Regions from separate parts of the Mus musculus genome. Here region 2 is linked to region 1. Evidence: chromatin contacts called from public promoter capture Hi-C data. All regions are on one chromosome and are shown on one strand. Each heading gives the region's core, a stretch centred on a gene start, on an enhancer-like site or on the middle of the called end of the contact. The rest is flanking DNA. Distances are from core to core; before and after follow the strand shown. Region 1 overlaps Rufy2 (RUN and FYVE domain-containing 2). Region 2 holds the start of Atoh7 (atonal bHLH transcription factor 7).

Region 1 (2,700 bases), core at 96-2,595:
GTTTGCCGCCAATCTGGAAAATCAAAGTTGGATCCTCAAGATCTATATGATGAAAGAAGACTGCCCACTCCACAAGTTATCCTCTGACTTCTCTGTGTGTGCGCTGTGGTACACACACATCAGAAAAATAAGTGTAATTCATTCCTAAGTGCCAGATGTGGAGCACAGGCCTCTATCCCAGCACTGCAGAGGCAAAACCAGGCAGATCACTTGGAGTTCAAGGCTAGCCTGGTCTAAGAAGTAAGTTCTAGGCTAGTAAGGCTACACAGTGAGAGGCTGGAGAGATGGCTCAGAGGGTTCCACACCCTCATTAGGCACAAGGCATATGTGTGGTGCATATTCATACAGTCTACATTTTTTTAAAAAGTGAAATTTATAAATTGAGAAGAGAGAGGAAGAAGGGAAAATAGATTTGGGACTGGCTGGGTGGGATGTCCCTAATCTGATGAGGCCTAGGGTTGGATCTTGGCACAAAAAAGGGGTGGGGAGTACTTTTTGTGAATTTGTAGCTGAAATGTACAAGTTAGTTATTGCCTGCAATAACAATTGCAAGTCAACTAAGTCTTGGGGGTAAAAATAGGCCAGCGAGATGGCTCAGGAGGTAAAGCACTTGCCAACATGCCTTCATTTCCAAAACCATGTGGTGGAAGGAAAGGGCTGACTCCCACAGAGCATCCTCTGACTGCCAGCCACACTTGCACCTTAGCAAGCCTTAGCAAGTGTGGCTTGCAGTCTCAGCGCTGAAAGAGTCAGATAGGCGGGCCACCCCGCCTGTACCCTATCGGGAGCAAGCAGCTTCAGGAGCTAGGGCTGCCAGCCACTCCCCCACTGCCTTCCCCGGCATGACTGACGGTGCATCAAACCGTGTAGTCTGCCCCAACACTGAGAAGGAGAATGTACCATCTCAAAGGAGAAAGGATCCAGGCGTGGTGGCACAAACTTAATTCCAACACTTAGGAGGCAGGGGCAGTTTAGGAGGCCAGCCTTGTCCACATAGTGAGCTCCAGGACAGCCAGGGCTATATAAAGAAACCCTGTCTCATGAAACAGAAATCAAGGTGGAGGGGGCTCAGTGAATGGTCAGTGTCCATCATGCACAAAGCCGTGAGTTTACTTCCTAGCAATACCAAGGGTCAAAGAACATTGAGTACCTGCAGCCTTTGATACATCTCAATGTTGATTGCTTTGACTTCTTCCAGCTGTTGCCGAAGGCCTATGAGAGTGTCTTGTTTCTCGTGAATGTCTTTCTCCAACAGCTTCATGGCCAGCTCCATCTCATGCTTCATGCCAACTTGTACTGATAGCTCATTCTCCACATCCTGCAATTTCACAGTGTCTTCAATTTCAGGTTATCAAAATCAGGTGGGTGCAACCGCAACCGTTAACAAGGCTGGGAGCACTGTTCCACTCCTCTGTTCTGTTTAAGTATATTATTCAACATCAGCCTGCCTGGTGTGGTGGTTCCCACATGTAGTCCCAGCACTGAAGAGAATGGGACAGGGGGACTGCTTTGAGTTCAAGGGCAGCCTGGGCTACACAGTGAGGTCTGTTTCAAAAACAAGGTCTGGGCCTACTGCTGTACACCTTCAGTCTAGCACTCCTCAGGAGGATCTCTGGGGCTGAAGCTAGCCTGGTCTACACAGAAGGCCCAGACCAGCCAGAGCTAGAGAGTGAGATCTCATCTGTCCTAGTTTGCATTCTATTGCTGTGACAAAACACTAAACAAAAGCAACTTCAGAGACAAGAGTTGATTTGGCTTACAGTTACAGTCAAAGGCAGGAACTTGGAGCAGAGCCTAGAGAGGAATGCTGGCTTGCTCCCCATGACCTGCACAGGCTGCCTTATTTCTAACATCCCCAGGACCACCTGTCTGGAATGCTACTACCCACACTGGGCTGGACTCTCACACTGATCATTAATTTGAGAAAAAGAAATGTCTCACAGACTTGTTTACAGACGAATCCAATGGGGGTATTTCCTCGGTGACTCCAGTTCCTGTCAAGTTAACAAAAACTAGCACACTGTCAAACCAACCAACCAGATGAAGATGTTTCCTAAGGCTAAAGACCGACAGGAGAAGCACACTGAAAGGCGTGCAGTAGCCTCCTCTCTGCCTAGGCAATAAGTATCTGCATTTTGCTTCATTAAACTGCATGTGTGCATTTTTGTGTGTGTCTCACAATCCGAAATCTGAAGTTTTAAGTGCGATGTTGCTAACATACATACTCCACTCTGTCCTCTTACGTATTGTTTTTGTGATGGTGGTCTGCAGTCACACTAACAACCACAGATGGTAACTCAGTTTTAAAAATACTGAGAGAGGTGGGTGTTTTGTTTTGATTTTCAAGACAGGGTTTCTCTGTGTGAGAGTCCTGGCTGTCCTAGAACTCGCTTTGTAGACTAGGCTGGCCTCAAACATACAGAAATCCCCCTGCCTCTACCTCCGGAGTGCTGGAGATTAGAGCTGTGTGTCACCAAGACCAGGTTTTTTTTTTTCCCCCAAACTTTTTGATTCATTGTTTCACATCATGTACACCAGTCTTTCTCTCTTCCCATCCCCTAGTATGTACCCTCTTCCCTTGCAACCTCCCCCATTTAAAAGAAAAAAAGGTAAAAACATCGAGATGTGTTTTTAGCCGGGCATGGTGGCGTGGTGGCCTTTAATCCCAGCACTCGGGAGGCAGAGGCAGGCGGATTTCTG
Region 2 (2,700 bases), core at 106-2,605, 100 kb before region 1:
TACGGAGCATAAATGCATTTACACCACAAGGTAGCTGCTCAGAACATAAACAAGTCACATAATACAACTTCGCCCAATAGGGACAAACTTGCACAGTTTAAGAAGGTAACTAACTGTCTGATGGTTTAGTACCAGTCTTATTCAATCTTTTTTTTTTTTTTGACATGGGGTCTTAAATATTTAAATATATATGTTTCTCCACCTCCTGAATGACGCTAGGATTACAGGCCGTGCATCACCGTGCTCTGCCTAAGCGGCAGCTGGGGCTCAACCCCACTTTTATACATGCAAGACAAGTCCTCTACAAACTCGGCTAGACCCCAGCCCCGTTGTCTTAGGCTAAAAGGAACAGAGCATTATTTTCACAGCAGTCCAAAGTCATTCGCGATGTCCACTCATGAAACCTACAAAACACAAGAGAAGTGGAGATAGGGAGGCAATGAACTCATTTCATCTACCTGTTTGAAACGGGAAGGAAATTAAGCAGAAAAGGTGATTGAGTTTTCTCCCCTAAGACCCAAATGGCCCCGAGGCTTAGCTGGCCATGGGGAAGGGCTCCGGCTGGAAGCCGAAGAGCCTCTGCCCATAGGGCTCAGGGTCTACCTGGAGCCTAGCACCCGGGAAAGGGAGGTAGGGGTGATCGCGGCCCCGCTGCTCGCAGCGCAGCCCGACCCAGTCCCGCTCGGCTTCGGCTAGGATGCGGGTGAGCGCGATGATGTAGCTGAGCGCCATCTGCAGTGTCTCGTACTTGGACAGCTTCTTGTCCTGGCCCCACTGCGGCACCACCCTGCGCAGCCGGTCGAACGCCGTGTTCAGCCCCTGCATGCGGCGCCGCTCGCGCGCGTTGGCCGCCAGACGCCTGCGCGCCGCGCTCTCCAGCCGCCCGGGCCCCGCGCACGAGACCGCGCGCTCGGCTGCGCCCGCGCACGGGGGCGCGCCGCGAGCTCCCGCCGGAGGGCCGTGGGGTTTGCAGGCCGACTTCATCCACGCTGCCGCTCTGCAGGACTCCCAAGAGTGAATAAGACACAGACGGAGCGACTCACGTGCAGTCAGTCAGTGGCCAGAGGACACTGTGTGGGACCCTAGCTTGGGTCCTGCTGGGAAGTCCCTTCCCTTGCCCAGATGCAGTGGAAGTGATGCTCAGGAAAAAGTCATTCCTCCCCACTCCACCCCAAACACGTAAAGTTGAACGAGGAGGAAACTTTCTTGCAGTTTGCTGCGGATCGTTCTTGGGGGTCGGGGATAGAAAGCCTTTCCAGTTCTCTGGGAAAGCCTGAGACTGCTTTTCGGGGTGACGAAATCTTCCCAGAAGCTCTGCTAGGTCAGGAGCGTTTGGACAGCTTGCAGTAGATGTCGGACAGAGCGATGAGGGAGGAGAATTTATAGCCCAGGGCTCAAGGAGGGAACAGGTGGTGGCAGGTGGGCGGGCGTCCCTCCGCTCCCATCTCAGCACCTTCCTACCCTGGGAACGGCAGGGGGGAGGGGGCGACGCACAGCAAAATCCTGACATCATTGCCTTCGTCTGTTGAAGTGTCTCCAAAGCTATGTCCAACGCTAACTAACACACCATCTGGAGTGGCCTGGTCTGACTGTCCCCAATAGAATAAGAAGGTGGGGGTGAAGGGAGAGCCTGGTCCATCTTTTCCCAAACCAGCAGGAAGCTTACATATCAAAAAACAAAGGCCGGGTTTTTAAATGATTAAGTAGAAAAATCATTTTGCGGGAAGATGTTGCTTCTAACATTGCTAGGGCGTATCCGAAGGTTATCAAGATTTTGCTTTGTTAAGAAGCGGCGATAAAGTATTAACATTTTCATTTAATTTACTAAATAAATTCATACAAATTAGGAAATCCAAATACTGTTGCAGGCCTGGAATGTGACTCTGTGAATAATTTCTGTGAAACAACTTAAGATGAATCCAAAGATACAAATGTGTCAGTGTTCACCTCGATACTATGTTCTGTGGGTTCCAAGGCCTTGACAGGTTTATTCAGCAGCTCTATTTCATTTTCTTGTTCATTAATATTGAGCCACAAACTGAAATGATAACTAATCGCTTCATTGTTTACCATTTAAACTTAACAAGACATCTTCATGCACGTGTGTATGCAAAAACGGAAACATCTAAATAATTTGGGGAGTTTAAAAAAATCTTAATGCATTTTCTTTTTGCCTGTCTCTTATACCACTAAAAATATTTCATGCAATTCAGTGTTGTTCTATGTCCTCTGTCCTCAAGAACAGTAACAAAACATGATTTCCACCACTGATAATTATTAGATTTACACAGAGAAATCTTTAATTATCCCCTCTCGTCTCAGCTTGTTTCTTGTTTTTCAGGGGAGTGTAAAGGCAAAGAAACAGGCTCTAATATTTTCAGTTCTATATTTCAGGAAGGGCCAAGGAAGCTCTCTCTCCTTTCGAACCATGGATGTAACCTCAGATTTTTTTGTTTAGTTAAATCGTCTACATACAAATCAAGAGGCCTTTTAACTTGGACTTGTTTACCCCGCTGGTACCTCAGACTACAGCCCCAACACCACCACCCTGACTTCAAGCCCCGTCTTCCCATAAATAGTTTATTAGTCCCCAGCTAAAGCACTGACGGGGAAATGAAGTTGAATAACTTGAAGACAATGGGAAGCAATTGAACATTAATAATCTTCAGAGCGACAGATGTTGGACACAGACTTTTTGCA

What was found. Promoter capture Hi-C pulls out the DNA fragments that hold promoters and counts their contacts.
Region 2: a contact with region 1 is called in a promoter capture Hi-C map of liver. The contact joins the promoter of Atoh7 here to the enhancer-like site in region 1. A contact is called at or near these places in 7 of 39 promoter capture datasets (3T3-L1-derived adipocytes, embryonic stem cells, liver and 1 more), 1 of 115 datasets of contacts at active chromatin or transcription factors (large pre-B cells) and 2 of 9 other capture datasets (liver and pancreatic islet).

Annotation. Positions count from the first base shown.
Region 1 is chr10:62,998,851-63,001,550 of GRCm38.p6, reverse strand. It overlaps Rufy2 (RUN and FYVE domain-containing 2), which reads right to left. Exons shown (of 18, transcript NM_027425.4): 11 at 1,151-1,318. Among named protein-coding and RNA genes, the nearest start is that of Rufy2, 20 kb to the right of the region's middle. Within about 2 kb of position 1,345, at least 13 of the 459 cell types and tissues checked have an H3K27ac peak or open chromatin away from gene starts, as enhancers often do.
Region 2 is chr10:63,098,440-63,101,139 of GRCm38.p6, reverse strand. Atoh7 (atonal bHLH transcription factor 7) reads right to left here and starts at 1,355. Exons shown (of 2, transcript NM_001364648.2): 1 at 604-1,355; 2 at 1-404. The coding sequence starts at 984. The coding sequence ends at 396.